Regions from separate parts of the Zea mays genome. Here region 1 is linked to region 2. Evidence: chromatin contacts called from public Hi-C data. All regions are on one chromosome and are shown on one strand. Each heading gives the region's core, a stretch centred on a gene start, on an enhancer-like site or on the middle of the called end of the contact. The rest is flanking DNA. Distances are from core to core; before and after follow the strand shown. Region 1 holds the start of LOC100283086. Region 2 holds the start of LOC103636256 (protein NETWORKED 2A).

What was found. Hi-C and Micro-C count contacts between places; a contact is called where the count stands out from the background.
Region 1: a Hi-C map of leaf shows a contact between it and region 2, with 5 times the contacts expected there. The contact joins the promoter of LOC100283086 here to the promoter of LOC103636256 in region 2. A contact is called at or near these places in 8 of 25 Hi-C or Micro-C datasets (ear, leaf, leaf mesophyll and 2 more).

What each region holds. Positions count from the first base shown.
Region 1 is chr8:162,811,496-162,816,175 of Zm-B73-REFERENCE-NAM-5.0, reverse strand. LOC100283086 reads right to left here and starts at 3,123. Exons shown (of 2, transcript NM_001367099.1): 1 at 2,465-3,123; 2 at 1,680-2,381. The coding sequence starts at 3,046. The coding sequence ends at 1,827. It overlaps LOC100381463, which reads right to left. Exons shown (of 12, transcript NR_159708.1): 12 at 4,534-4,680. LOC100193530 (Radical SAM superfamily protein) reads right to left here and starts at 1,212. Exons shown (of 10, transcript NM_001138641.2): 1 at 988-1,212; 2 at 819-894; 3 at 588-685; 4 at 339-443; 5 at 151-237; 6 at 1-81. The coding sequence starts at 1,188.
Region 2 is chr8:162,645,279-162,650,264 of Zm-B73-REFERENCE-NAM-5.0, reverse strand. LOC103636256 (protein NETWORKED 2A) reads left to right here and starts at 2,608. Exons shown (of 2, transcript XM_008658617.4): 1 at 2,608-3,140; 2 at 3,203-4,986. The coding sequence starts at 2,825. It overlaps LOC100285575 (ABC-type transport system involved in resistance to organic solvents, periplasmic component), which reads right to left and starts at 1,596. Exons shown (of 6, transcript NM_001413614.1): 1 at 1,350-1,596; 2 at 746-1,269; 3 at 1-270. The coding sequence starts at 1,237.

The DNA of each region.
Region 1 (4,680 bases), core at 1,874-4,373, 170 kb before region 2:
GAGGTTCATCATGGGCTCACCCATCCCCATGAACACAACATTTGTCACCCTGTGTTTGAACGTCTCCTCGATGGCCAACACCTGCAATGGCATAATATTTAACGTTGCATTGAGGGATGAAGAAAGACAGAGGGGTTGCTGAGGGAGGACCTGTTCAACAATCTCATGTGGTTGAAGGTTCCTTGCAAACCCTCCCTTCCCCGTGGCACAAAATGAGCAACGAAGGGGGCAGCCGACCTGTATATGCATTACAAGTGTCAAAAGAAAAGAAAAAACATTGGCATACATACTACCGTTTGAATAACAGTGCCCAATAGCAGAGGATCCACTGACAGCACCTGTGATGAAACACAGGCAGTGAGCCTAGAAGAGCCTTTGTTGTCATCATCGACAGGAATCCCCACTGTCTCGATCAACCGGTTATCCTCCAACTTGAGAAGTATCTACAAGAACAGAAAGAATTGTCATGAGCCCCCAGACCAGTGCACGTGGAAATCCCAGCAGCATGCGATAAATAATAAAGGCAGTGTGGACAGGGCTATTTGCTTGATTGGTGTTTTACTGTCACATATCGTCATATCTATGACCTTGGTAGTGCCATCCGAGGCTGTGACGGCGTGGTGCACTGGCGACCGGCCAACACTCCACCCAGCGCCAAGCAACGCCTCCCGGAACGCCTTGGGCACTGCCAGTGAAAACAGTCAAGATTTAGAAACTGCCTAACAGTTTTTTGTCGGTTGATTGGGTTGCGGGAAGCAAAAGAGCAAGCAGGTGCCGTGCGTGAACAAAAATCGAAGGCCCTAGCTGGTAACACCCACCGTGGTTGAATTCTTGGATTTGCTTGGCTCTTGATTTGTAGAGGAGGTCGTGCAGCTGCTTGCCCCGGTAGCTTTGCTGCGCAGGCAGAATCAAAGTCGGGTAAGGCAAAGGCAGGCAGGCAAGGTAACCGAACCAAACAAAACCTGCCGGGCGCATTGGGTCTGGTACCTGGCCGAGATCGATGGCAAGCTGGCGGAGCTGAGGCTCCGATAGGCCGAGCAGTGCGCGGCGGGAAGTCCCCTGAGACTTGATGCCGGCGGGGACGGGAACGGGTACGGGGACGGAGGCGGTGGCGGTGGCGGTGGCGGTGGCGGTAGCGCGGAGCGCGCGTGCGAGGGGAGCGGCGCGGACGTGCTGGGGCGCAGCCATTTCATCCTGGATTACGGATTGGGCAGAGTCTGGCTCTTTAGATTTTTTTTGCCCTTCACATGTTATTTTCTTTCATTTGGGCCTCTTTAAAGGGCCCACGTAGATGGAGATATGTGTGGGCATCGCCTCTGGTTTGCTTTTTTTTTCATTTCCCTCCCGTTAGAAATATGACGATTAGATATAGTTTAGGAACCTCATTTTTTTCATAGAATTTTTATTTTACCAAAGAAATTTAGTTCATTTTTCCTTGAAAAAACAGAAATCACTTGAGAAAATGAAGTTCCTAAACTAGCCCTTAGATGGAGTACATGTGTAAATGGGCTAGGGAATCTACACTTAAATTTTGTGCAGATTGTTGGCAAGATGAGCAGAGTCGGCAGCCCGTGATTCGCGTTAAATGTGTACATGTTGTTAGAGGTTTGGTGTAGCGCGAATGTCGACGTCGTTCATACTGCTAGACCGTGATTGCTTCCGCTCGTGACTGAGTGCTCTTCCATAAACCGGTTAAGTTGAAGCCACCATTTACATCTAATCAACAATCAAGTTGTGTTTTATCACTAATTACCCAGGTCTTCACCACGGATTTACATACTACTTTTGTGAAGATACAAAAGATGATCGAATATGAATATGGTAGTTCACTCGGGTAGAGGCAAGGCGGACAGGCGGCGATGAGCGTTCAGATTCCGGTTGTTGAGCGCCGCAGCCTGACGGTGATCTTTTGGGTACCTGCGCGACGACCGGTGGGCATCGTCGTGGTCCTGGGCGGCTGTGAGTTGCTGCAGCGACGCGACGACCTGGTCCATGGTTGGCCTCTTCCTGGAGTCCTCGGAGAGGCACTGCAGCGCCAGCGCTGCCGCCCTTTGGACGGCCGGCAGCGGGTAGTGGCCGGCCAGGCGGTCGTCCAGGATGCGGGAGACGCGGCGCTTGCTGCTGAGGTAGGGGCGCGCCCAGTCGACGAGGTTGTGCTCGGTGGCCGGGCGGTTCTTGTCCATGGCGCGGCGGCCCGACAGCATCTCCAGCAGCACGACGCCGAAGCTGTAGACGTCGCTCTTCGGCGTGAGATGACCTGTTGCGAGATATTCCGGAGCAGCATATCCGTAGGTGCCCATGACTCTGGTGGACACGTGGCTCTGGTCGCCGGTTGGCCCGTCCTTTGCCAAACCGAAGTCAGACAGCTTGGCGTTGTAGTTCTGAAAACACACACAAAAGTCTCAGTTATATGTTAGGAGCTTGTTTCAGTTATATGTTCAGATATATATACATATATACTTACCGAATCCAGGAGCACGTTGGATGTCTTGAAATCTCGGTAGATAACTCTGGCCTTGTCGCTGTGCAAGAACGCAAGGCCCTTGGCTGCTCCCAGGGCAACTTTGATTCGTAGGTTCCAGGAGAGCGGCTGGAAACGTGAGGTCCTGAAAAGATGGTTCTCCAAGCTTCCTCGCGGCATGAACTCGTAGACGAGAAGGCGCTGCTCGTCTTGGAGGCAGTACCCTACGAGCCTTACGAGACTGGGGTGAGACAACTGGCCCAGGTAGTTGACTTCAGCCAGCCACTCCCTGTGCCCCTGCAATCCCTGCTGGTTGAGCTTCTTGACAGCGATGACCATCCCTGTGCCGGGCCTGGCCGGGGCGAAGGTGGTCTCGTCGATCCACCCCTTGAAGACGGAGCCGAAGCCTCCCTCGCCGAGGACGCTGTCGGGCCGGAAGTTCCGGGTGGAGGTCATCAGCTCCGTCAAGGTGAAGCTCCTGACATTGGCACACCGGAGAATCTCACCCTCGCTGCGAGGGAACGGTGATGTGGAAGGGGAGGCGGCGGTGTCAGAGCTAATCTTGGTTCCCCAGCAGTTGCCCATGGCAGACTCAGGGATGCTGGTGGAGGGAGGAGGCAAGAAGAATAGTAGGTGAGAGACAACAAAAGCTTTGTTTTGGCGTTCTCCTTCCCCTGGCCCTTCCTCTTTTATTTATTGACGCCAAACCCCATCATGTCCGTCTCTGTATATCAATCAATGTTCAATACCAATATCTATATATCTAATATTAAAAGAGCCAATATCTTTATTACTTTTCTGTCCGTGTTTCCCTTACTATCTTCGCCCGCCCGTTCATACGTCTTTATGTATATTCAAGTCTTAATCAAGATATCTAATCCAAAATGATCCATATCTTCTTGTTTTCCCCTTTGACTACTAAATAAATTATGCAAGCAGCAGAGCAGGGTGTCGTGTGAACTGGTGCGTGTGTGAACTGATGCAGTGATGCGTATTAGTCGTCAGTGGCGCGCCCTCCCCTGGGAAAAAAATTATGTTCCCTCCCCTGGGCCTGGTTGCTGCTGCCCGTGAGACCATCCTTTTGACTTGTTTAGTGGCGTGGCGTACTGTACAGGAAGGAAAGGAGTCGCTGTCCAGCTGCACAAGTCAAACACGTCCATCCACCAGCAACAGCAGGCAGCTCTGCTACCTTGTCCACTAGAGATCACTTGCTAATTAAATTTTGACCGCATGATTACTGACAGGCAGAGGATGCCAAAGGAGGAGGAACAACAGCTTGCTGTGTTCATTTCTTGGCAAACTATCATCCTTTCTTATTCTCCCCTCATACGTCCCCGGTGCTGCTACCCTTAACTGAGATGCAATATAGGTGCTGTTTGCTTGGACGAAAGGAGCGGTAACGGCAGTGGGATCAGCAACCGGTGTCATCCGATGCAGAGTAATGATTACCGCCCTTTGTTTGGTTGTTGTGGGCAACATTTTCTGTTTTTAGGGTATCGGATGACGATAGGTAGGGAATGGGAATGAGATTCTACATGCTTGTATCCGATAACGCTGCTATCCATTACGCAGTGCGCTAACCAAACTCTAAGGAACGGCATCAGCTGTCACAGGGAATGGTTACAGGTCTAAAATGGCTGAATCAAACAGCTCCATAGGTCTACTAGTTCATAACCGGAATTTTAAGGCGTCCGGGAAAAAAAGAGGTCGTATGCTCGGATACCGGCAAAACATTATTTTCAAAGATCACAATAGCAGAAAGAAACTTCAAATTGAGCCAGCTCTGTAGTCTGTACTCATAAGGTCATCTAACACAGGGGCCAGGGCTCTCAGACCGAGACCCTCCAAGCTGAGGGACATGATGCTGGGACCCTTCTTCCGGCCGTTGAGGCTCTCTCAGCTAGCCTCTAGGATCTTCTACATCAAGAACCCTAGTGGCAGTATATGGGTTTGTTTATGAGTTACTGAGTCCAAGTACATCTACTTTATATTGCAACAAGTTACAAGTACAACCTCAATAAGAAGCTTAGACAAATCTAACTGGTTCAAGTTAGATATGGAGAAGCTCATTAAGATGTCGCAATGCAAATCAGATTTCATCGGGTTTATGGGTTTTTTTCTATCGAGTTTCCTATTTTCTGAACCAAAAATGACAGACTGCCTGCTAAAAACTGCAACGGACTAAAGCTGCAATATAAAACATATACAGTGGCACCTGA
Region 2 (4,986 bases), core at 1,359-3,858:
GCTTTTGCTAACGCCAATCTCCTCCATGTCTCTACCTAGTCGGGTAAATATTCCCACCAATGCATCTAAGCTTACACCTTGCTGTCCTTTCATCCTCTCTTTGTCACAGAGAATCAAACCTTCTTTGGTGCAGTCTGGGTCAAGTGGTCCTACTGAAGGTGCAGGGAGTGGATCCTTGGGTGTGATATCAATGAGTGTCTCCATTAGAAGACCCGACTGATTAACCTCGACCACTGAATTCCGTGGTATGATGATCTTATCATCTCCAACCTGCAACAGAAGAAAAGAGATTTAGAAACACAATAACACAGACAATATGGAAGAAGTTAATAAAAAGAAGTATGGGTACCAAATCACTAGCAAACGCTAGTAATGTGAAATAGGAACGCAGACCTGCCTCTGCAGAAACTTAAGACTAATATGGATATGTGATGGTTATAAATAGATGAACATATGGATGGTAGAAATGGAGTGATAGTTGCGTGTTATCATCATCAATAAGGAGAGAGGTGAGTGAAGAGTTGGTTGGACTAGAGGAAATACCTCTATCAATCAGAAGAAGGTTTGGGTCGGAGAGTAAGCACTGAGGCAATGCAATTAACAATTTGAGGAACAGGAAAGGAATGTAGGTTGGATATATCGAGTTGTGGTTAGTCAGGCATGCAAGGAGTACTAGTATCACGGGAATTGATGGTTAATGAATGAGTGAGCGAGCTATGACAGAGAGGGAGTGTGTAATGGTGACCTCAACGGTGGCATCGACGCTCCTGAGGGAGGAGTCGACGCGGACGACGGAGCCGACGGTGACCCCTCGTATCCGGACGGGCGTGCCGACGCAGATGCCACACGCCTGCGTGAACTCGAAGACGGTGTTGTACTTGCGGAAGCGGGAGCGGAGCTGGAATCCCCTAAGCCATGCGAGGGCGAGGGCGAGGAGGGCGGCCCCGGAGACCATGAAGAGACCGACGCCGCCCTCCCAGACGCTGCGCTTGCCGAAGCCATAGTCGCCGAGAGGCTGCAGGGTGCGGCGCCAGAGCGCGCGGGGCACCTCGACGAGAGGGTTGGTGTTGGAGCCGTTGTCGGCGTCCGGCGCGGGCGTGACGTCTCCACCGGTGGCTGCCAGCAGCGAGGCGCGGCGGGGCTTGAGGACGGGGAATCCGGCGCGGTGGGGGTGGCGGGGTGAGACGGAGACGAACTGGGGAGGGAGGAGGAGGGATTTGGCCATTGAGGACGGCATCGGAGAAGTGGCTGCTTGTTCTCGGATGGATCCTGCGAAATCAAATCAAAAGAGGTTGAGTGGGGTAACTGGATTTGGATTTGGACTCAGTCAGTTGCGAAGGGGGTCGTGCCCTGCAAAGCGGAAGCTGGATTTGGATTTAGGGGGGACCGGGCGTTGTAAGCCTCCTCACATTCAGAAGCGCGGAGGAGGAAGGAGAAGAGATGGCTCAGTTGCGGTGGAGTGGATGTGCCGCCGTGCCGGCGCTGAGGAAGAAAACGGGCGGGCGGTGCGGCACCGTCTCGCGTCCCGTCCCGTCCGTCGGACTTCCGACCAACCCACCCTACTCAATCCAAGTTTTTTCCCCACATGTTCGTTTTGCTTCCTTCTTTTTTTTCACGGATAATTACAGAGTGCTACTCCCTCTCCCTCCGTTACGTATTTTAAAATTCAAACTTTATCTTCTATCATTTAAAGAATAATTATTTTAAATTTATATTTAGAAATATTTTTTAATGGGTAGACTTTTGTTCTATAAACCTATGTCTAATATTAGAGTAACTCCAACAAATTCTCTATATTCTTCCTAATCATATAAATAGGGACCTTTTTGAATATTCTTCCTAATCGATATAGATAGGGACTTTTTGAAAAAACTACTCTGTGACGATTTATTCAAATGGTTATTCAAATATAGTTATCTTCTATTATAGGTTTCTCGCTAACCAAAGATATAAAAACATGAATGACTCTGTAGAATATAAACAACATATAGAAAAGCTATCAAAGATTATAAAGATATACAAAGTAGTTTTTATACAAATAACTCTCCAAATTTTAATTTAGAGAGTGAAATTTAGAAAGATTTTTGAGATGCTCTTAGGTAACTAAAATTTCCGTCATAATGTTATTCCTTCGCATTTGTGTCGTCCGTGTCCAGCGTTCCTATTTGTCGGTCTGTTCTCGTTTACATTTCTATTTTTACCGTGAAACCATAGAAATCGGTGCTATATAGTAGAGAAGAGATCGAGATTGTTGATGTAAGGTGACCAAAAAAAGTGAGTAACATAAGTAAAATAAAACTTCTACTTTTAATATGGCCTTAACTTTGATAGTTTGATCCAATCTAACCACCACAACATTTCAAGAACCAAAAGGGGGGGGGGGGGGGTAGTGTCTCGGTCCACTAAAGAACTTGTAGTTTAGGGTGAATCAGGTTTTAAGGTATCGCTCGCTAAGTTGATCTGCACTACGACATCTATAGACTTTAACAACGACGTGAACTCATCTTCTACTAGAATATATCAATCTTCACTGTTGCTAATAATGATGAGTTTCTCGCTCTTATTTGGACTAGATGCGTTTAAAATTTGAAGTCACTTTCAAATAATCTTAAGTGATAAAATAAATCACAACAACAAAATAAATGATAAGTTACTACATCTTTTGAAAATAAAATGAGTAGTCAAAGATTTAGAGAAAAAAGTCAACGGCGAACGGAGAGCTAGTACTTGTTGGTGAGCTCCGTGTTTTTGCAAAGTGCTCTTATCCGTAGGGCAACAAATGTGTCTTCAACTTGAAGAGGTGTGGGAAGGAATGTCCTGATGTATGAGTTTGTGCTTCTGCTGCTGTGTTTGTGTTCTCCTCCTCTCACCATCTTTTGCTATTTTTGAAAGGACTTGGCTATCAGCCTCACGACCCCCCTCCTCCTTTCATGCTCGAGCCTCTGTTCTCTCGCATGATAATCATCATGCCAAGAAAAGATTGGTGCCACTAGATTGGATCTTGGACAAGGAGGAGGAAGAGAAGGAGGAGGAGGAGGAGGAAGAGATGCTGCAGCGGGCAGCGAGCAATGCATATTCATGGTGGTGGGCAAGCCACATCCGCAGCAAACAGTCAAAATGGCTCGACAACCACCTCCAAGGTAATGAATGATTCATGCATGATTTTTAATGTGCGCTGTGTGATTCGTCCTTGAATTCGCAGATATGGAACACAGGGTGAAGTGCATGCTCTTGCTCCTTGGGGAGGAGGCTGATTCCTTCTCGAAGAGGGCAGAGATGTACTACAAGAGGCGACCTGAGGTGATCACTCAGGTGGAAGAAGTATACCGTGCATACAAGGCTCTGGCTGACCGGTATGACATCATGTCAGGGGAGCTACACAAAGCAAACCACACCATTGCCACTGCCTTTCCTGACCAAGTCCAGTATGCAATGCTGGAAGAGGAGGAGGACAACATCCCAAAGGCGTTCACCCCAGTGGATCCACGCAAAATCCACAAGTCAACTGTCGATGGGTTGATGATGAAGAAGAATAAGAAGAATCCTGGGCGGTCCATGGACGATGGAGGAGAAAAGACCACTCCTCTGGTGGCAGTCAGTAAGGAGAATGCACGGGAAGAGATCAGCAGGCTACAGAAAGCTATACTGGTCATGCAGACTGAGAAAGAATTTATCAAAAGCTCCTACGAGAGTGGCATCGCAAAGTACTGGGACCTTGAGAAGGAGATCAACGACATGCAGGAACAGGCTTGCCACTTCCAAGATAAGTTTGATGAAAGCGCCGTGATCGAGGATGACGAGGCCAGAGCCCTGATGACAGCGACTGCCCTCAAGTCCTGTGAAGACACTATCGTCAGGCTGCAGGAGCAGCGCAAGGCATCTGCGCAGCGCGCGGTGGGAGAATCGGAAAGGGTCAGGGTTCTAAGAGACAAGTTCGAGGCTATAATGAACAAGCATGGCAGATCTCTACCAGCTGTTTCTCTGGAGGAGGAGAGAAACACTCGAAAGAACCACTGCCCGGAGGAGACGATGGAAAGTGTCCATGTCAAACAAGAAGTTGCGGTAGACATAGTAGCTGACAAGATCAAGGAACACTTTGAGAGGGGCTGCGACATCTCCATCGCACAAGTCACAGAGAGGATCGATGAAGTCGTCAACACGGTCGTTGACTTGGAGCTCATGGTTTCATCACAAACCTCTCAGATAGACCGGCTTTGTCAGGAAAACAAGGAGCTGGAGAGTTCCCTGCAAAGCCTGGAGGATGGATCAGCAGATGAACTGACCGAGAAGCTTATCAGGCAAGCAGAAGAGGAGCTTGTCAGGGCTCAGGCTCTCGAAAGCTCCTTCCACAAAGACGAGAGCACAATCCGTTCCAATTTCGTAGAAGCGATAAGCAGGTTCCATGACGTGTCGGAGTTGCTGCTATCGCCAGTTTGCGATTCTGCACACACGTCCCATGACGTGCCGGAGTCGTCTATGGAGGAGATTGCTGAACAACCCCATGCAGAGGCAGACAATGCACTCGTGGCAGCCAAAAGTGAATCATCATCATGCATGGAGATGGAGCAACAGCTCGACGTTGCCCAAGACAAAATTTCATGTGACGATCATGGGACCTCACTGCTTGAGGACGCCAAGAGAAAGCTTGCAGAGATGGAGCAAAAGAACCAGGATTGCCTGAATGAAATCCGGGCACTCCGAGAACAAATCACGAGCTGCTCCTGCTCTCGCCGGGGTCACAGGAGGAGACCTTCCATTTCAAGTGACGCCTCCATTAGCCTGCTCAAGGGCCCGACGCTGTCGACCATCGCTGAGAACGCCTCACCTCTCCAAGACAAGTTCAGAAGGGACATAGACACGCTCTTGGACAACAACCTGGAGCTGCTGATGAAGTTCAGCTCGTCGCTACAGCGGGTGCAGGAGTTCCAGAGCAAGCACGACGGCTTGCAGCACCTCATCAAGGACCAAGACGGCGGCAAGCAGGAC